Linked DNA regions of Sus scrofa: region 2 is linked to region 1. A link is a contact called in public Hi-C data. All regions are on one chromosome and are shown on one strand. The core of a region is the stretch at or near the end of the contact, and the rest is flanking DNA. Distances in the headings are between cores, read along the strand shown. Region 1 holds the start of PANK1 (pantothenate kinase 1). Region 2 holds the start of RPP30 (ribonuclease P protein subunit p30).

What was found. A called contact is a pair of places that touch in the nucleus more often than the background predicts.
Region 2: a contact with region 1 is called in a Hi-C map of liver, with 8 times the contacts expected there. The contact joins the promoter of RPP30 here to the promoter of PANK1 in region 1. A contact is called at or near these places in 13 of 47 Hi-C or Micro-C datasets (adipocytes, alveolar macrophages, brain and 9 more) and 2 of 2 datasets of contacts at active chromatin or transcription factors (alveolar macrophages and skeletal muscle).

Annotation. Positions count from the first base shown.
Region 1 is chr14:101,510,281-101,514,549 of Sscrofa11.1, forward strand. PANK1 (pantothenate kinase 1) reads right to left here and starts at 2,218. Exons shown (of 10, transcript XM_013983537.2): 1 at 2,159-2,218; 2 at 1,809-1,877. It overlaps KIF20B (kinesin-like protein KIF20B), which reads left to right and starts at 2,405. Exons shown (of 32, transcript XM_021072622.1): 1 at 2,405-2,541.
Region 2 is chr14:102,563,322-102,567,590 of Sscrofa11.1, forward strand. It overlaps RPP30 (ribonuclease P protein subunit p30), which reads left to right and starts at 2,481. Exons shown (of 13, transcript XM_001924771.6): 1 at 2,481-2,813. The coding sequence starts at 2,732.

The sequences.
Region 1 (4,269 bases), core at 968-3,467:
ATTTACTGAGTCAGAGATCAGGGAGGAGGGGATTTTCGTTCTAGAAAGGAAAATCAAGGATCCATATTTAATATATTAATTTGGCAATCTCTCTTATACATCTAAGTGGAGAACTTAAGTGGATAATGAGATATTTGCCCCTGGTTGGAGCTCACAGGTCTGAGAAGGATAAGGAATTTAGGAGTCATAGGTATAAAGATATTTAAATCCAGAGTTCCTGTCGTGGCTCAGTGGTTAACGAATCCGATGAGGAACCATGAGGTTGCGGGTTTGATCCCTGGCCTTGCTCAGTGGATTAAGGATCTGGTGTTGCCTTGAGCTGTGGTGTAGGTTGCAGACTTGGCTTGGATCCCGCATTGCTGTGGCTCTGGCGATTAGACCCCTAGCCTGGGAACCTCCATATGCTGAGGGAGTGGCCCTAGAAAAGGCAAAAGACAAAAAAAAAAAAAAAAAAAAGGTATTTAAATCCATTGGAGTTGATGAGGTTGCCAAGAAAAAGACTGTAGAGAGAAAAATTGGTGGGGAGGGGGAAGCTCAGGGCCAAGCTCTAAGGATTCCCATAATTTAGATCTTAGGTAGAAGAGACAGAAAAGGAGGTTAGGGGGGTTAAGAGTAAACAAAGAGAGAGTAACATTTTGCTGACCTAAAAGCCAAATGAAGAGTATTTTAAGGCTGAAACATTTAACTGTGTGGAATGTTCCTGGGAGCTAGAATAAAAAAAAATCAGAGAATCCACTGGATGTTGCATCTGTCCCGCCCCTGTGCCTGGTATTATGTTCCCTATGCCTGGAGTGCTTACTCCTTTCTTTTTTTTTTTTAAACTCCGTTACAGCTGTAATTTCTCAATTATTTGTCTTTTTGTTTTTGCAATGTTTTCTCAGTTATTAGACTATAAGCTCCTTGAACGTTAGGGTCTGTTCTGCTAGCTCTCCTCCACTGTTTCACCAACTCTTAGCCTAGTGTTTGAAGCATAGCAGGTTTTCAATAAATACTTGTTGAACAATAAATAAATGTAGCATCTGGAGGGCTCAAGAGCTGAAACCAGTAACAACTAGTAAAAGCAATAAAGGCATGACAAGGCATGGAAGGAAGTACAGAGTTAGGGTTAGACTTACCTTGACATAGAGGTCCCTAAAGACTTAAGTTTCAGCCTGAACCGTAAAACAGTTTTTACTTTATCTTTTCTCCTTTCTTCCCTTTCACACCTACTTTCTCTGTTCATTTTCATTCCTGGCCCTGAATCCTCATCTTTATTCCACACTGGCTCACCTCAAATATGATTATTTTGTGGAGAAAGAAGGCAAAATGAATGAGGAGACAGTGAGAAGTTGTAGAGGATAGGGGGAGGTTATGGGAAATATAAACACAGAATAAAAGGAAGAGGAGAGTAAGCTCATCAAACTAGGTACTATTCTGCAAATGTTACCAACCAATAAGAGTCGAAAATAAAGACCACATGTGAGCGGGTGGGGCTTGAATTCATTCAGGTCGGTTTAAAATCTCAGCTCCACCATTAATAGATGTATGTCCTTGAGCAAATTAACCATATGAACCCAGTTTCCTTGCAATCTATAAAAAAGACATAATAATAATACCTACCTCACAGGTTGTTCTCAGGATCAGTAGGACAATCAATTTTAAACGCTTAGCACGGCACAAGGTAAACAATTAACGTTAGCAGTTACTTTTCTTTAAAATGAAGTACAGCAGGGAGAGACGGCCTAAATACTTCCTATATGACTGTAATAACACGCTTCAAAAGAAGAGGATCACTTTAAAAGACGCAGAGAAGATACAGTGGCACTTACATTTTGGGCAAGGCAAAGACCTTGCCTAGGCAAGGAAGATAGTCACAGTACAGCGCCTCTCAGCGGTAGCTGGTTTATATTTTCAGAAAGGCAAAAATCAAAACCAAAAAATAAAGAACGCTTATGAAAAGCTATCCTAGGAATAATCTGTTTCATCCACAAGTGCCGCTCTGGACGACAGGTAGGATCATGCAGAGGAAGTGACCCTCTGCAGCTCTCGTTCCCAGCGGCTCCCCAGATGCAGAGCCTGTTCCGGCCCGCAGGGACAAAGTAGGGTAGTGAGTAGCCCGCCATTCCTCCGCCAGTCCCTAAGGGAGTCGCGGGGCTAAGTGCAGTGGCAGCAGTCTCACCTCCGGGCCTTCGCCACGTTTTTACTTGCTCCAGGATGGACCTGGAGACTAACCGCGCAGCCAACAGAGGGTGGCACATTAGGCAGCGCACTACCCAACCCCGCGAGAGGAGCCCCGCAGGAAACCCCGCCCACTGGCCGCTCTCCCTCCGCCTCCGCCCATTGGTCGCCCAGCATTCAGAGACCCGCCCCCAGATTTGAAAGCTTCTCCCGGGAGTTGGCAGGAAGCTCATAGCGTGAGTCCTTGGCGCCTCCCTGGCGTCTTTCCCGAAGCTCCGCCTACTCCCAACATGCAGTGCGGGGTCCTGGCCGCCATTGTTTGAATTTAAAAACGAAAATAACTTAGTGCAGCTCGCAGGTCGGGCGGCAGGATTACGTTTGCAGGTGAGGGTGCGAGGAAGGCGGTTGGGGACTGCGTACAAACCAGATGAGGTGGGGAAAGGCCTCAGGCAGTGAGGTGCTCAGCACCTCAGCACCTTCCCACGGGGCTTGTGACGCCTTTGAGTTTACTCTGGAACTGGGCTGCGGAATGATGAGGACGCCTAGGGATCTTGGTGCTCATTGGAGGGTTGAGCCAATTTACTGCAGTTAAGATTTAAATTTCGTCTTCGCGGCTTATTAGCTTTAATCTCTCCGGGCCTGAATTTCATTTGTTAAAAGGGAGTAATACTAGAACCTACCGCTTCGGGCTTTCATGAGGATAAAGTGATATAGGTAAAGCTGTTAGAAACAGTGCGGGTGTGTATAGTAAGCACTATGTACTTGGAATCATTGATACTTTTCTTATCATTGCTGCTGTTATTGAGGATCAGGCCTCCATTGCCAGATATAGTGTCCCGAATCCCACAAATGAGACCGTGTCGTTTGCTCATCAAACGACACGGTCTCATTTGTGGGGCGGGAAGGGGAGTGTTGTGGTGGTCACCAGTGCAGCTATTTCTAGGCTGCTGCCGTTGCCTGGGGTTAGCCCTTGCTGGGCTTTGCTGGGCTAAGCGGAAGGGGGCGTGTGTGGCGCGTGCAATGACTGCTGTCATATATCAGTTTGAAAAGTTTCCCCCATCTCATTCTACTTTTTGATTCGTGATTCCTGCCTGGTGCAGTTCTCTAATATTCCTTGTTGAAGGACTAGTTGACAAAATTTCGTGACTCGTGACTTGTTTTTAATCCCCAGAGTAATTAAATTCAGGTTAGTTTCTGTTCTTAAAACAAGGTAGCATGTTTACTCCGAAGCTGCAAAGCAGTGTATATATACATTTTATTAGATGTGCAAGACCTGAGACTTCATCAATTAGTTGTAAAGACTTTTTTTGAGGCTATATTTTGTGGATGACATTCAGTAACTTCATTAAGTAGTAGATTTTCTTTTTCATCCGTCTTCAGCCATGAGATCCCACTAGAGAGAAGATAAAAGATGCGCTTTCTCAGTCATGGGGACGAGAAATGAGATCTTAAACCTTGCTGTTGCTAAAGATAACACCACTAAAAGAGTAGAAAGAGTAGGACCAATTTTTTTCTTTTCTATAGAGGATCTTATGTATTACTGTTTAAGCTCCTATGCAGGGAGTCTTTATCACTACATCTATCTGAATTTGTTATAGGGGATACAGAGTAGTATAAGACAAGGTCCTTGCCCTCAAGAAGTTTCTAGTCTAGTTAGTGAGGCCACTCATAAGTAAAAGTTAACTAGAAGTACAGGCAATGACAGTACATCTCAACAATTTTTTAAGTGTTAAGAGACAGTTTATTCATTGAAAACTGAGCATATGAGCAAGTACAAATTACTATACCTTTTTTGGGGGTTTCAAATTCTTTTTTCTTTTTTTTCTTTTTAGGGCTGCACCCGTGGCATATGGAAGTTCCTAGGCTAGAGGTGGAATCGGAGCTGAAGCTGCTGCCTACACCATAGCCACAGCAACGTGGGATCCCAGCCACATCTGTGACCTACACCACAGCCACAGCTCATGGCAACACCGGATCCTTAACCCACTCAGCGAGACCAGGGATTGAACCTGTGTCCTCATGGATGCCAGTCAGATTTGTTTCCACTGAGCCACAAAGGGAACTCCTCAATTCCTTTGTAACTTAGTAATTTCATAAAAGATTTATCAGCGT
Region 2 (4,269 bases), core at 1,231-3,730, 1.1 Mb after region 1:
GAGAATTAAGATCTCACTTCAGCCACCACTCACTGTTGTCTCTCCAAGATCAGGAGGAATGCTTCTCAGCTCACTCAGGAAGGGTGATCCAAATGAGAAGAGGATAAAGCCAAAGACCAACCAAGCGTGCGCTGGCACTGAGGGGCCAGTCCGAGAAAAAGAAGTCTTCAGGGAGACCAAATAGGGCTTGAAGGTTGTTTTGGATATTCAAGCCCACCCTCTCTTTCTCGGCTCCCTAAGGAAGAGGAAATGACTGAAGAGTCATCTTTGAGTCCAGGATTCCTACCTGATATGATATGAAAAACAATAACTCTCTCATGGGCTGGTTGAGAGGATTGGACAGCAGATAGGAATTACATAGAGTAAATCTATAGTCCTATTATGTTCCAGTCAGAAATTTTTCAGTCTTCTTCTAACTCCAGATCCTTGCTGTTGCAGCTACCTATCCAAGTCAACTTTTTTTTTTTTGGTCTTTTTGCTATTTATTGGGCAGCTCCCGTGGCATATGGAGGTTCCCAGGCTAGGCGTCGAATTGGAGCTGTAGCCGCCAGCCTACGCCAGAGCCACAGCAATGCCAGATCCGAGCCGCGTCTGCAATCTACACCACAGCTCAAGGCAACGCTGGATCCTTAACCCACTGAGCAAGGGCAGGGACGGAACACGCGACCTCATGGTTCCTAGTCGGATTCATTCACCACTGCGCCACGACTGGAACTCCCCAAGTCAACTTCTGGCTCCTCTTCCCTTCTCATCTCCCCTATGGCATTCTCTTTTTTCTCTCTTCCCACTCCTCCTTCCCTCTTCTATCTCCTTCCTTTCCTTTCCCTCTCTCCCTACTTCCTCTGTCCTCCCCCTCCATTCATTCTCCCCCCACCCCCGCCCTTCATTCTCCTCTTCCTTTCCCCTGTCTTTACTCCCTCCTCTTTTCCATCCTCCAACTCTCCTCTCTGCTTGCTTTGTCCAGGAGACAGTACATAGAGACATGAGAATAGATCCAAGCCACCTGGATCCACCTGTGGTCCTACCACAATGACCTAAGCCTCAGATGATTCAAATGTAAAATGCAGAGGTTGTGGAAAAAGCAGCACTTAACTCAGTTGTTTTGAAAATTAAACATGCAGGCAACTACTTAGCAAATAGGCTGGCCCTCAGTAGACTGCTCAGTGACTGTCGTTCATTCATTTTCTTTTTCGTCCTTCTTCCTCCCTTCTAAGCCCAGGGTGAAGATAAGAAGTTTAAAGGGTATACAGTCCACAGAAACAGCGTCATGACTTTCAAAGAAAGAAGCCCTCTGTAGTCTAATTCTGGTATCAAATAATGAGTCATCTTATTCACCTTCACCACACATCGGACATATTTCCAAACAATTTAGGTTTTGTGGCTGCAGATGAAGACGCCTATAAAATTAACACTAGATCTTCCTGCAAAATTAACACGAGATTTTCAGATGAGAAGCCAGAGTTTGTTTTATATGACTTTCTTCTATTTGCAGAAGTAAAATTTTCTTCTGTTCTTACTTAGAAAACATCAAATATTAGATAGCAGAAGATTTCTTTTTTATTGAACTTAACCAAAAGGAGAATTACATACTACCACATGGAACAGATCCCTCTTAAAATTCCCTTCTGAGACCAAGAAAGAAGTCATGTAAAGAACAAATCAAGATGTGGCCCACAAACCCGAGACTCTGTGTACTGTCTGTGACAAGTTAGCAAAGAAACGGAAAATGTTTACAAACTTTCACATCCCTTTGGCATAGTCTGGAGATCCAAGCCCCTGATTTGTGGACTCTTATTCAGTCTAGTATAGAGCAGTTCAGATGTTAGATTAATCTTTTGAGGCCAGAGCTGCCTGTGGGTAAAGGACAATGGATCACTACTGGTGCTAGAAGAACTGGTGGAGGGAGGGGGGTTGGGAACTCGGTGAACTGACCCAGTAATCACGGGTACTTTGTAAAGCAGTGATGTAAACTCTAGTTCCAGAGTTTTATGTTCTCGGATAATTAATTTATCACTCTTCAAGAGTTCATGTGTACGAAAATGTGGAACCATCACAACTGTGGGATATATTCCACCTTGTACATCTGTCAGACGGAAAACTGTAAAACATTTCAATTGTGCACCTCCCTTGTCTAACCCATTTTTGGCTAAACACGTGCTGAAGCTAACCGCTTATCCCTGCCAACTCCAGGTTGAGAATACTGGCTGTAATGGAGTTTAGCATGCTGTGCCACCGTCTGTTCTGATTGAGCAAAATGACTTTTTTCTCGAGCAAACCTTTTTCGAGTTGTCAGGTCAGTTTCCCCATCTCCCCATTAAGTCCAATTTAAACAATGGAATGACCTTTAGGGGCGGGAAAGAAAAACGGATTTAAAACCCTTACTTTTTAAGGGTTTCCAGACCTTCTTTCCCTGTAAGTCCTCAATAAATGCTGTATACGTACATTTTGAAAGAATCATTTTCTACATTATTTCACAGGAGGAATGGTGGGCTATGTGAACCCCTTCGAGGGAAACAAAACTTTCCCATCCAGAGGAAGAAGAACTGAAGTGAGGCTGCTGACTTCCACACACTAACTTCTGCTGGGATCCGAAGGCGCTCAAAGAGCCTGGGAACGTCAGTCCGCGGGAGGGACGGGAGGACTGCTTAGGAAAACTGCAATTCCCAGCGTGCCCCGAGGGGGCGGGCCCTGCGGCTGCGCAGACAGCCGCGCAAGTTCACGTGATTTCAGCATGGCGGTGTTCGTGGATTTGGACCTGCGAGCGGGTTCCGACCTCAAGGCGCTGCGTGGGCTCGTGGAGAACGCCGCTTACCGTGAGTCGCCGCGGCTTCGCGAGCAGCGGTGCCTGCCCAGCCTCGCTGCCATCCAGATCGTCGGGCCACGTTCGGAAGGGACGCGGCCGGGCCTCATTCAGGTCTTCTGGGGTCTGGAGGCAGTCTCTGGAAGCTGATGCCTTCTGCGGGGTTGCTGTGATCCCGGGCCCGGGAAACTCGAAAAGCGCTGGGGAACTGTTACCCAGTCCAGCTCCTTCTTTATTGTGAATTGGGGAACTGAGGTCCTAACAGGGCCAGGGACTTATATAGGGCCTCACAGCTGAAGGCTGGCCAAAGCTAGTCTCCACCTGTGCTTTTAATATCGCCCCTTCCTACCTCTCACCACTGTGTACTGACTCAGTCAAATGCGGAAAGCTGGTTGGTGCACAGATGGGGAGTGCTTTGGGTGCTCCGAAAATGGGCGGGGGTGGTGGGACGTGGGGCTGCGAGTGTTGGAATAATGTTATTTAGAGGGAGGGTAGGTTGAGGCGTAGGACACACCAAGAGGTTGGGAAGGGACCAGCATGGCCAGAATGCTAGAATGTTACTCGTATTTGAATCCAAGGAAAGCAGAAGCCCTGAGAGGTAAGATCGTTCTAATCGAAGTTAATCGCGACTTCTGCCTTCTTCCTTAGACTTAAAGTGTCTAAGTGGAGATAGAGGGGTTTAAAAATAAAGACATTTCTTCGAAGTTCCCGGTTGTGGTTCAGCGGTAACAACCTAACTCGTATCCATGAAGATGTGGGTTCTACCCCTGGCTTCTGTCAGCGGGTTAAGGATCCGTCGTTGGGGTGAGCGTCGGTGTACAGATGCGGCTTGAAGTCCGTGTTGCTGTGGCTGTGGTGTAGGCTGGCAGCTATAGCTCTGATTCGACCCCTAGCCTGCGAACTTCCATATGCCACAGGTACGGCCCTAAAAAGCAAAAAAAAAAAAAAAGAGAGAGAGAGAGAGATATCTGCAGGGCCTATCAAGTAATGGATCCTCATTTGAAGGAGGAAAGAAAGAAGGAAATTGGAAAAACTATTGAGAGGGAAGACCACTATCTTGGCATTAATATATGTTATTTATTTATTTAGTCCTTTTAGGGCCGTACCCTTAGGGTATGGAAGTTCCCTGGTTAGGGGTTGAAGCTGCAGCTGCCCACCTATGCCACAGCAACATGGAATCCTGGTGGAGGCTTGAACCTACACCACAGCTCGTGGCAACACTGGATTCTTAATCCACTAAATGAGGCTAGGGATCAGACCTGCAGCTTTTTGGATACTAGTCAGGTTCATTACTGCTGAGCCACAACAGGAACTCCGATATGCATTATTTCTTTAATATTAATATCCTGTCCTCCCCATTGGTGTTTAACTCAACGTTTTAAGTCATGATTTAGATGTATTTTTGGTAGTCCATATGTCCAAAAACAGTGCTGTGTTGAGGCTGATAAACTAGGCTCTGACTTCAGAGA